2 separate regions of the Triticum aestivum genome follow, and region 2 is linked to region 1. The links are chromatin contacts, called in public Hi-C maps. All regions are on one chromosome and are shown on one strand. The core of a region is the stretch at or near the end of the contact, and the rest is flanking DNA. Distances in the headings are between cores, read along the strand shown.

Region 1 (5,972 bases), core at 1,063-3,562:
ATGAATGAAGAAATTATAAGTAGGAACTATGGTCTGAATGGATCTCCGAACTCACAATATACGAACACGCAAACAAACGGGAGTTGCGTTTCGGCTCCCAGAAGCATATGCTCCTGGGGTGAACAAAAACTAACAAATAGGAAACAAATTGAAAAAAAAAACTATTTTGTGTATGTTCAACATTAGTGTTTTTTCACACAAAAAGGAACAGTTGTGTTTCGTCAGGCAAAAAAGACAAAAATACAGTGCTCTAGAAATGCCAAAAATTGGCACTCAATTATTAGTTTTTGTACAGGTTGCAATGCTTGGGCTTTCACCATAAAAATTTGCAAATTACATTTGAAAATGAACATTTAAATGTCTGAATTGTCTTGTATATTTTCACATTTGTAAATGTATTTTTGGCGCGCAGGAGCATATGCTCCCTAGAGCTAAATTGAACATCTACAAAGCATGTTCTTTTCTTTGAAATCACAAGGGTGCCTTTATTCAGTGCAGAGATTGTTTTGCATCTCAAATTGCAACATGCAGATCTTCTCTTTACTCCCTCCGATCCATATGTGTATGGATCGGAGGGAGTAGCTTATATATATGGATATGGACAGTACAATGGATTTCCATCATGGAAGAAAAGGGTTCTGAGAGGAACACACATCCTTTTGCCGCTGGTATGCCCTTCATGAAACCAAAATGGATTTCTCAATCAGCAATGATTGTAGATCTTGATGTTTTCTCTTGAAAAAAAAGTGTAAGTATGGTTACCTCGAAGCGCTGTAGGAACCAAAGGAAACTGCGGCACAAATTATGAGCAGAAAGGGGGCTTTAATCAATATCTTGTTTGATCTTCTGTATCCCGTTGGAACACCAGACCTCATTACATGTACTGCATTTCACGCATGATCATCTCATCAGCTACAAAGATGGAGGAAACAACAAATCTGCATTCTGAAACCAAATTTACCTTCCATTCTGTTCCCAAATCTTCGACCTGCAAACCGCAATGAGCATACCATAATCCCATCAGTCAAACCAATTGCAACTCAGGTGCGAAATGATAAAGGAAAAACAAAGGCTGGTTATCAAAGTGAACAGGGAACATACCATCCTTCAAACAAGAATATGCTTCTACTATCTGCAAAACACAAACACGATTAAGCTTTGATTACAATTGTCAGAAAGAAATCAAATTCAGGAAATTGATTGCGATCCTCGTACGGAAAACCACATTCAAATTTAACATTCACTCAACTGGAAAAAGTGTTAGCACATTCAAATTTCACTAAATCTCTTGGATGCCCGGGAATGCCAAATATATGTCCATAAGCTGAACAGTTCACGTAAAGCTCAGGAACTACATTAAGATCAAACCTATGCTCATTTTGATATCAACGATTTACTTGTGGAAGAGCAATTAGCATGGTGACTCCAAAAGCTATACAAGCATTCTAAAGCTCAGCAAGTACATTAAGATCACATCTATGCTCATTTTGACATCAGCGATTCAATTATGAATGAGCAATTAGCATGGTATAAAGGTTGCTTCAAAAATTAGCATGATCAAGCTAAATACTCGTCTAATTGACTTTCATGCCTGAATAACACCATGAACAAGGAACACGCAAATAACAAACATCATGATGCCTGAAGTTCTTCACCATGACTGTTTTGTACCTGACCTGCTTGAATTTTGACTCTGCTTGAGGCTTCTGATGTGTCGGTACACGATCGGGATGGGACTCCATGACCATTCTTCTATACGCAGCCTTCACCTGGAACAGAAGATTCAGAGCATATGTAAACTCAAATTTCGGAGATTGGCACCCACGTTTCACCAAAATCCAGCAGAAATAGCTAACAGATTAGCTCGTCGGAGCAAGATCTAGCCAGATAAAGCTAGACTATCATCCTGAGATGACCGCCGGTTGGATATTCGCAGGGGGAGCAAAGACAGGGAGGAAGGGGGGCGGAATTGGGGAGATGGATACCTCGGAAGGGGACGGCCGGGAGTAGGGAGCGAAGCCCAGGAGCTCCATGGCCTCGCTGCTCCTCATCTCTGATCTCTCCCCCTTGCTTCCTCGTGCGATCGCGCCGGACAAACACTGATCGGCGGCAGCGGCGACGACGGCGGGGCGGCTGGCCGGTCAGGTTGATCGCGGTAGGGGGTAGGCGCAGCGCTCGAACGAAGCAGGAGCAGCCACGGCCGCTCCACGTATTTGCGACGCGCGGCAGGCCTCGCTGGCAGCTTCCTGGCCGCCAGATCCAGGATCCGCCGATCGCACGGCCGAGACGAGCTCACCGAGCCGTCACAGCGTGCTGCTCGTGCACCCGCCGAACTCGAACGCTTCAAGCAAGCTCTCGGCGATGCGCGCGCGAGGGGGCGGCGCGGCCGCGCCGCGGCCGGAGCACCTGGCGGCGCACGCGCGGCTCGTCAAGTCGGCGGACGCGGACCCGTTCGTCGTCAGCACCGTCATGCGCGCCTACCTCCGCTCCTCGCTCCCGCTGCAGGCCCTGCTCGTCCTCCGCGGCCTCCTCCCGCGCGCGCCCCGCCTCCTCGCCAACTCCTTCTCCCTCTCCCTCGCCCTCCAGGCCTGCGCCGCCTCCGCCGCGCTCGCCTCGTCCGCCGCGACCCGGCCGCTCGGCGCCTCGCTCCACGCGCGCGCGGTCAGGTCCGGCTTCGCCGCCGCCGACCTCTTCGTGCGCACCGCGCTCGTCGAGATGTACGCCAAGTCGGGCCGCGCGGAGCTCGCGCGCGCCGCGTTCGACGAGGCGCCCCGCCGTGACGTGTTCCTCTGCAACGTCATGCTCGCGGCCTACGTCGCGCGCGGCGAGGTCGCGGAGGCGAGGAGGGTGTTCGACGGAATGCGGGACAGGGACCTGGTGTCCTGGAACACGATGATCCACGGGTACGCCGTGAGAGGGGACGTCGGCATGGCGAGGGAGATATTCGACGCGACGAGCGACAGGGACGCCTTCTCGTGGAGCTCGATGATCTCCGCGTACGCCAAGGGCCGTCGGTCCAAGGAGGCGCTGGAGCTGTGGAAGGTGATGCGAGCGGCATGTGTCGCTCCAGACTGCATCACCATGGTGAGCGTGCTCTCGGCATGCAGCGACATGGGGGCGCTGACCATTGGCGCAGAGGTACACCAGTTTGTCGAGAGCCACAGGGTTGAGGTAGACATGAAGCTGGGTACTGCTCTGGTTGACATGTATGCCAAGTGCGGCGACATTGAGAATTCTCTGAAGGTGTTCCGCGCTATGCCTGTGATGGATGTGCTTACTTGGAGTTCAATGATCATCGGACTGGCCAATCACGGACTTGGCCATGATGCTCTAAGTTTGTTCTCAGAGATGATATCACAAGGACTGCAACCAAATGAGATCACCTTCGTTGGAGTTCTTATGGCGTGCACTCATGTTGGTCTAGTGAGTGATGGCAAGAAGTATTTCAGCTCAATGACTGACGTTCACGGTGTGGTGCCAAGGGTCGAGCACTACGGATGCATGGTCGATCTTTTGGGTCGTGCAGGCCATGTTGAGGAGGCAATGCAGCTTATCAGGAGCATGCCTTTTGAGCCTGATGCGATTATTTGGAGAACACTTCTTGGCGCCTGTCGCATCCATAAGAATGTGGAGATTGCAGAGGAAGCTATGGCCAAATTGAAAGTATTGGATCCTCTTGCAGATGGACACTATGTGTTGCTGTCAAACATATATGCACAAGCAAACTCATGGGAAGGTGTTGCAGAAATGAGAAAGACGATCAAGAGGGAGAACATTCAGAGGGTTCCGGGAAGAAGTTCGATCGAATGGGAGAACACAGTTCACGAGTTTGTTTCCGGTGATAGATCGCATCCGAGGATTGAGGAGATCTACAAAATGTTGGAAAAGATGATTGGCCGGTTAACACAAGCAGGATATAGGCCAATGACAAGCTTGGTATTGCAAGATATTGATGAGCAGTCTAAGAAGCGGGCACTGGCTGAACATAGCGAGAAGCTGGCCATTGCTTTTGGGCTGCTGACCACCCCTCCAGGGTCAACTCTTCGAATAACAAAGAACCTCAGAGCTTGTGAAGACTGCCATTCAGCGATTAAGCTTATATCCTTGGTATATGGTCGCAAGTTGATTGTTAGAGACCGGAATCGTTTCCACCATTTTAGTGAAGGGCAGTGCTCATGTAAGGATTATTGGTAAACTTAGAACCTTCTGTACCAGAAAAAGTTTTGGTGTAGCAATTGTTTGTCCGTACCCTGCTAGCATTCTGAAGTTTAAGGTTGCTAGATATTCTTATACTTGAGCATGCATCTGAAAGAACTGCACTAGAAGAACAATCTTCTACAGTATCATATATTATATTCTTCCGAAAGTCATGGAAGTCATTTAGAAGCTGAAGGATTTGGACAGAAGATGTGCCTTCCAGTATACATCAAACTTAAGAGGGGAAACAAAGAACAGGTAATTCTTATATGCACACTTCAACTGTTTACATAACATTTCATACATAATCAGTAGCAAATCTGCCCAAAGTAATAAAAATAAAACTATCATGAACCATCCAAGAGAAATCTTTTTTTCCTCGGCTGGTCAATATTTGGTATTTGAATGGTGTAACTTGTATATCTACAACTTGGTTTTACAAAAATGTGTCATACATGGTACCTAGTGGTGGCCTGGTGGGTCCTCTTGTTTAAAAGGGAGGATCCTTTTACCTAGTAGGCTCTTTTGCTAGAAAAAGGTAGGGGGCCGTTTTATCAAAAGCTACTATTAAATCGATAAAGCTCTTGTCTTATGGAGTCGTTCTTCAGAAGTTGCTGGCTTTTGCATATTCCCAAGTCGTCTGAGAGCGTTGCACACAGCTGCAGCAAGAATGTCATAGGTTATAAATTGTGATTTGGATGTTATGCTGTGACCGAAATGATCAAGAAATAAACAAATTATTTAATACGGACTCAGCAAGGGAAGTAACTCTACCTGTCTGTATAGGGAGCAGTCTCCACATGACCTTTTTAGCTCAACAACATAAAGAGATTCATTGATCTCAAACACCTGGAATCACAGCGCAACTATGTTAAGGTGCAGCAATGCTGTCTAACAGGAACACAATGCACCATGAAATGGAAGCTGTATTGGATAGTTACTTCTTCTTTTTTGCATTAATCTGTATTTTTAACTGTGACATATTCAATATGATAAAAGTACCTCAGCAGAAATTAATAATGATCCATGCCCTCTTGGATTTGTTGGTCCCTTGCGCTCTTGGATCACTTTTAGCTGTAGAACATGATAATATAGCTGTCAACATCACTGACTGAAGAAAACAAAGTTTGTACACAATCCATTGAAACAATTGAGTTTTAACATCATGCAGTTATTAGCCCATAGACACATCTGAGGTCTCTAACCTTGCCATTGTTCTTCTGTACTTGGAAGCCCATATTTATGACATTGCTCTCTATCTTCTCAAATAGATAAGTAGGGGGATAGTTTGATGCAAATCTGGTTTTTCTTTCTGAGACATCCTGCAACGAAGTCACACATCTGAGTTTAGTGGAGGGTCACTACTACAATGAAGGGCATTTATAACCCCATAATATTGGCATAGCAGATGTGCAGTGAGGACATGTACATAATTAGGACAACAATCAGTGGCGTTGTCAGTCACTGGTTCCTGTCTGCTATTATTTTCTTACATTGCGTAACATGTTTGTTGTTTGCTGTACTTATTATCTCAGGTGTGGCCCTTCCAAGTTAGATCCTGTTAGATGTATGGGTTTGGATTGTATCTAGCTTAGATAGACCCTTTGGTAGTAATTTTGAGGAAGTAAAATGCATGAGCATACACTAACAAATGAGATGAAGAAACAAATATTGGACTCACTTCTTTCTCAAAAAACCCAGATAAATCAAGGCACGAGGACATTCCGATGAGTTGAAAAGCATTCATCTGGTTGATTGCGGGGTTGTCTGGAATG
Region 2 (5,335 bases), core at 2,756-5,255, 180 kb after region 1:
GCAATCCCTCAAATATTTTGTTGTATCTCGTATCCTAATTATGCTATGTGACTTATCCCAAATAGCATGGCGTGGTAAGCTTGTGGAGTGCACGCTTATTCTATCTCATTCCACTACATCTTCGACTTACCTGGCCACCGTGGTAGCTCCTCTCTCTCCTCTCTCTCCTCTCTTTTGCTGCTCCATGTTCTGATCAATCATACAAATACCTAAAAGCATAAAAAGAAGGGAAAATCATATCAGCAGTATTACTTCAAAAAAAACAAAACTATACATATATATCAATATTACCGTAGCCGGTGTAGAAAGAAAATTAGAACTGATCACTTGGGGTTAAGCTGATCAAATGAATGTATGAGATGGGTATAGGAGCAACCTTTTAGCTAGCGCTTTGTATTATGGCAGGTTAGCACTTTATAAGACAGTCTAAACTACAGAATGACATCCAGGTGACCCAGCCTTGCTCGCATTTGTGCACGCTTCTATTACCAATGGAATAAAAGCCAAATTGTCGACCGCCTTTACTGAAACATGCCACTACTTCTGCAAATACTTTCGCTGCATATATACTGATGGGACCATCTCAGGCACCTGTCGTCCAGAGCGTCATGATGGAGACAACGTCAGAGAGGAGGAATGTCAATAATACTCAAGCAACAAGTACTTGTATTATGTTGTGCAGCTATCAGTATACAAAGTTATGTTTTCTCTGTTCTTAACACAATTACGCGAAGAAAAAAAACAGGCTTAACTTCTATGCATGTGGGTGTGCGGATAAACTAACCAAATCATAATATGTATTTTTACAAAAAAAAACGCTTATTGCTGAATCTTATCATAGATCTAAGCACATCACAAATCCTTCCATCCAAGTGTGAATTTCATTTGTTCAATAAGAAGGAGAACACACCTTACTTATATGTGTAAAAAACAAAACAAATATCACACGCACACCTTTGTAATATAACTGTGAACTGGCTGGGACATCTAAATAGATAAGAGCAATTGAAAAGGAGAAGAGCACACCTTACTTGCATTCAATTAGTGTAAAAAACATCACAAATATCACACGCTCACCTTTGTAATGCAAGTATGAACTGGCTGGGACATCTATATATATATAAAGGACCCTCAATACCAGACAATCTTATAGTTAATTGCATAAACAAATTGGTATAGCTAGACTAAACAAATTGGACACAAATTTGCAGTGGTAAAAGGCACAAAAACATGTGAAATAAGATTAGCCTTTTCATCAACTGCATATGTTTCCACATGCTTGCGCCGCAACCTCTGAAACTGGTTAAGGCCGTATGAAAAAAGTTAGATGAACTACTCTAGTCATAACATTGACCGGACAAAAGGTTCTGAAAATTTATTATGTGTGCCGTGTGAGAATAATCTATTTGACCTGCCTCATCGTCTACCAAATGTTAGAATGATAGAAGATTCAATTTATTAAACCATTGCAGCCCGTGAATCCAAAACCTTTGAAAATGCGTAAAGCAGTCATACCTGCGCGTTAGTGAACTCGTCAATCTGCTTCATGATTCACCAGGTCCTCCATCAACACCTCGTCTTCCAGTCATCACCTATCATCTAGTCAACCCCGGTGGATGTCTGGAGGCCCCGAACCGCCTCTCATGTCTTGCGCCTCAGATTCCCAAGTGCCTCTGACACATGCGTGCCCCTCGACAGCGGTGGAGGTTGCCTCAGCGTGTGCCTCGGTGTGGTGCCCGGGAGGGAGCGGTGGGAGGACTGTCATGGTCGGCGGTGAAGTATGACACCTAACATTGCTCTCTAAACTGAATTAAAAAGTAAATGAATAACCATCCACTTTATGGTATCCCACCTTGAAAAAATTGTTGTTTACAGCTAAACCTTTTACGCGGGAATAAAAATAATACACACATACAAATTACTTTCTCTTCCATCGCGAAGCATGTTCTGTAATAAATGGCTACTACCTGCACTACGTGAATCGACAAACCATGATGCACACAAATCTCATAACCGGCAGTTGACAAAAGCAATCACCAAATAACCTTCTGCTCGCCAAACACATTTGGAGCATGAAATTTCTGACCTCATGGGCGCGCCATGGAAAAGAGTAAGTTCATAAAATACTCCTACCTAAATATAAAATCAGAAATTTGATCAACAAAACGGGCATGGAGAAAAATATATCAACAACTGTCAAAAGGCATGACCTACAGTGGATAGACTGATGTCTCGGCAGTGCACGGATCCGCCCAGTAAAGAACATATCCAAAGAGTTCATAAATAGAAAAGACACAATTCGATGTTCAGTACGAAAACAAAATATGTCACTGTATCATAAACTCCGTACCTCCAAATCCTTTGCTCTGCACCTCTTATACTTGTAAACAAATGAACAAATCAACATGTATAGAAATATCATATTGATGTACAATCTCAATAACCTAAACCTGAAAAAAAATATTAAGTCGTACATGGACCAAATCAACTTTGTGACTGGTTTTAAGGTTGCAATTGAACACTTGCAGACATGGACGACCCAAATCAACCTTGGCTAATCAATCAACAATTGATTTGAACATACGGAGAAGAATCAACCTTCTTGTGATGCTTCATGAAAAAAAAATATCATTTCCCAATCAATGAACAAACATGTGAAACCACTTTTGATCAGAACATATGAGCTAGCCTATCGGCAGCAATTAATTAAATGGTCTACTACTTCAGATGCTGAAGAATGAAATCACGCTAAGAACAAATAAGGGGGAGGTAGAAGCCCACGTCGTCATTGGAGAGGCGGTCCGCTGTGAGTTTGGGCTGTGTTGCCCTCTCCTTCCGCTTCCTCTTCCCATGCGGCCGACCAAACCGGGACAACATGGAGAACGACACCCACGGCGGGGACATGACCCAGCAGGCGGAACCAGTAGTTCTCGTGGAGGTGCCGGAGACATGTGAAGGCGGCGGCGAAGGTGCTCGGATCTGGCCGATGTGAGGGTCCATTGCGGCTGCGCAGTTGAGTCCCTGGTCCGCGTCCGGGAGGGCCGCAGATGAGGTCGTCGGGGCGGCGGGCTGCAGCGATCGGTGGAGGAGCACGCGTGGGCGAGCACGATCGCGAGGTGGTGCCGAGGATGGCGAGCGGCGGCCGAGGACCAGAGGGGCGGGTGGGGTTGGAACCCTACATAGTGTGTTTGTTGTGTGACGTGAGAGATGTGGGCTTTATGGGGCTTGGCCCATGTGCGGCTGCGCGGGACGAGCGACGAAGGACGACGATGCCGAGCGACGGAAGATGGGAAACGGAACCTTGCGTTTCTTTTAGATAGTAGAGATAAATCCTCATTTTGATTAGCTAGCAAAGTGACTCATTGCTAGTAGTATACTACGGTGCTGAAGTTTTTTTTTTTTAGGGACTACGGTGCTGAAGTTTAACACACTTACACACAAACAGTATACTAGTACTAGTGGACCACGCACATAGACAGAAAGTTTGCATGCCGCCGCTGTATCACTGGACGCGCAGGAGCCCTGATCGGATGGAGGAGCGATCGGCTGATCGCAAGGCTAAAATCAGTCGGCTGAATATAAGACTTTCCCTTAAAAAATATAGATATGAAAAAAATATACCATGCGTGTGATTTTCATAAAGGTGGAGGGGTTTTTCATAAAAACGCCGGGCCGAGCGGGTGTGCCACGACGCGGCCAGCGTGGCGCCATTTGTCAACTTGTGATTGGCTTTGGACTAAATCTTCACATACATTGCAAGTCTAGGAATGAGATGGTCACCTTTTGCAAGTTTATGAACTAAATCATCACATCTATTACAAGTTTGTGGGTCTATAGTGCTCTTGCCTCATAATATTGTGTCCGAGATCGACGCGCTGGCTCGCGGTGGCCATCCGTGGATCCGTGCGTCGACATCCGCATCAGAATCGCGGCCGGGTGGGGTGGGTGTGGCCTGCGGGTGACCCCGTTGATCGCGTAGTCCAGTGATACGGTCGCCGCGGCTGTACGTGACCGGCAGGGGACGGACACCGCGTTGTCCCCGTCTCGTGCGGCACCCCCACCGCCGCCCGGCGTCGTCAGGTGGCGTCGCCGCACGCGTTGACCAGTGGGTGTGGGCGTGGGTGGGTTGCTTCCTGGATCACCGGCGCCGCGCGCGCGGGGAGGCGTTCGCGTTTTTGCACGCGTTTGCGGCGAAGACGACGCCGGGTCCGGGGACTATGGAACCGGAAAAAGGAGGGTGCCTGTAAGCTGTAGCGTGTCGGCGCCGGCGCCCACGTCGATGGGAGCAACGCTTCGATGGGCGTCCATGGGCGCGGCGTGGCACCGGCCGCGGGACACCGCGGTGACACGCGCACGCGCTCTGGACGATGCAGTTTCTAGGTCTGCACTGGACCACGTGCGTTTCTGCTTGGTTTGATCGCTGCAGTTCACGCCCCGGTTCGGCCGATCCGATCACATGCGCGCGTCCGTGGCCATGCAGTGCGTATAACCAAGAGGACCTTTCCAGGGCGAGGACGCAGTGTCAGTTGTGCATCTCAGACGGCCCATCACGCGTCGGAACTCGTGGATAAGATCTTCTTAGAAAAAGGCAGCACGTGGCGCTCATGGTGCGCGCCTGCCACATGCACGACCCAACCACAGGAATCTTCAGGCAGACAAGCGCTACCATCAAAAAGTCAGAAGTCAAAACACATACATGCACGCGGGAAAGAGCGGCGGGTGAACTCGCGGAAAAAGAAGGTAAAGATTGGCGATCGGCCGGCCGATCGAGCGAATCCATCGGTCGCCCCCTCGGGTTGCCATGCGCGCCCTTGGTTTGGTGGGTGGTCGTGCCGCACCCGCTGAGTTGAGCTGATACGAGCGACATGCGTCGAATGGGCGGGGCGCACGGCATGCTGCAATCAGCGCGTGCAGGTGTTGCGACAGACAATGTGGAAAGCTACCACGGGTTCAAGACGGTGCTGCAAACCATCTCTGCGCGTGTGTCAACCGCCGTCGACCGTGCTGCGCCCAGGTGCTGCAAGCTAGGGCGGAACGTCAATGCGCTAAGCCAGTGGCATGCATGGTACATAAATTATGCAACGGACACAAGCTTTGTCCGCTTTGCCCCATCCTGGGACCAAAGTTGGGCTGATTTTGAGTCTGAAACGGACACAAGCGGACACTCTGTGCGTCGTCCTCGTTCGAGGTGTGTCCTTTTACATGTGACCCTGGCCCGCATGTCATTGGCCCACCCACCCACCCACCCACCCCCTCTCCCTCCTCCTTTTCTCTCCTGGCCTACCACGCCCCCACACCACCACGAGGCAAAACAGCCGTGGCCGCCGAGGAGCAC

What was found. Hi-C and Micro-C count contacts between places; a contact is called where the count stands out from the background.
Region 2: a contact with region 1 is called in a Hi-C map of leaf, with 8 times the contacts expected there. The contact joins the enhancer-like site here to the promoter of LOC123044056 in region 1. A contact is called at or near these places in 4 of 5 Hi-C or Micro-C datasets (leaf and root) and 1 of 1 datasets of contacts at active chromatin or transcription factors (leaf).

Annotation. Positions count from the first base shown.
Region 1 is chr2B:158,714,901-158,720,872 of IWGSC CS RefSeq v2.1, forward strand. LOC123044056 (pentatricopeptide repeat-containing protein ELI1, chloroplastic) reads left to right here and starts at 2,313. Exons shown (of 1, transcript XM_044466681.1): 1 at 2,313-4,248. The coding sequence starts at 2,362. The coding sequence ends at 4,194. LOC123044058 (chaperone protein DnaJ) reads right to left here and starts at 2,255. Exons shown (of 6, transcript XM_044466683.1): 1 at 1,986-2,255; 2 at 1,677-1,769; 3 at 1,102-1,132; 4 at 962-988; 5 at 763-883; 6 at 247-675. The coding sequence starts at 2,051. The coding sequence ends at 621. LOC123044057 (CBL-interacting protein kinase 21) reads right to left here. Exons shown (of 13, transcript XM_044466682.1): 9 at 5,879-5,972; 10 at 5,403-5,519; 11 at 5,200-5,271; 12 at 4,972-5,046; 13 at 4,433-4,856. The coding sequence ends at 4,752.
Region 2 is chr2B:158,891,891-158,897,225 of IWGSC CS RefSeq v2.1, forward strand. No RefSeq gene overlaps it. Among protein-coding and RNA genes, the nearest start is that of LOC123044059, 8.9 kb to the left of the region's middle. Within about 2 kb of position 4,006, at least 3 of the 8 cell types and tissues checked have an H3K27ac peak or open chromatin away from gene starts, as enhancers often do. A contact at or near this core is called in leaf and root, where this site is marked.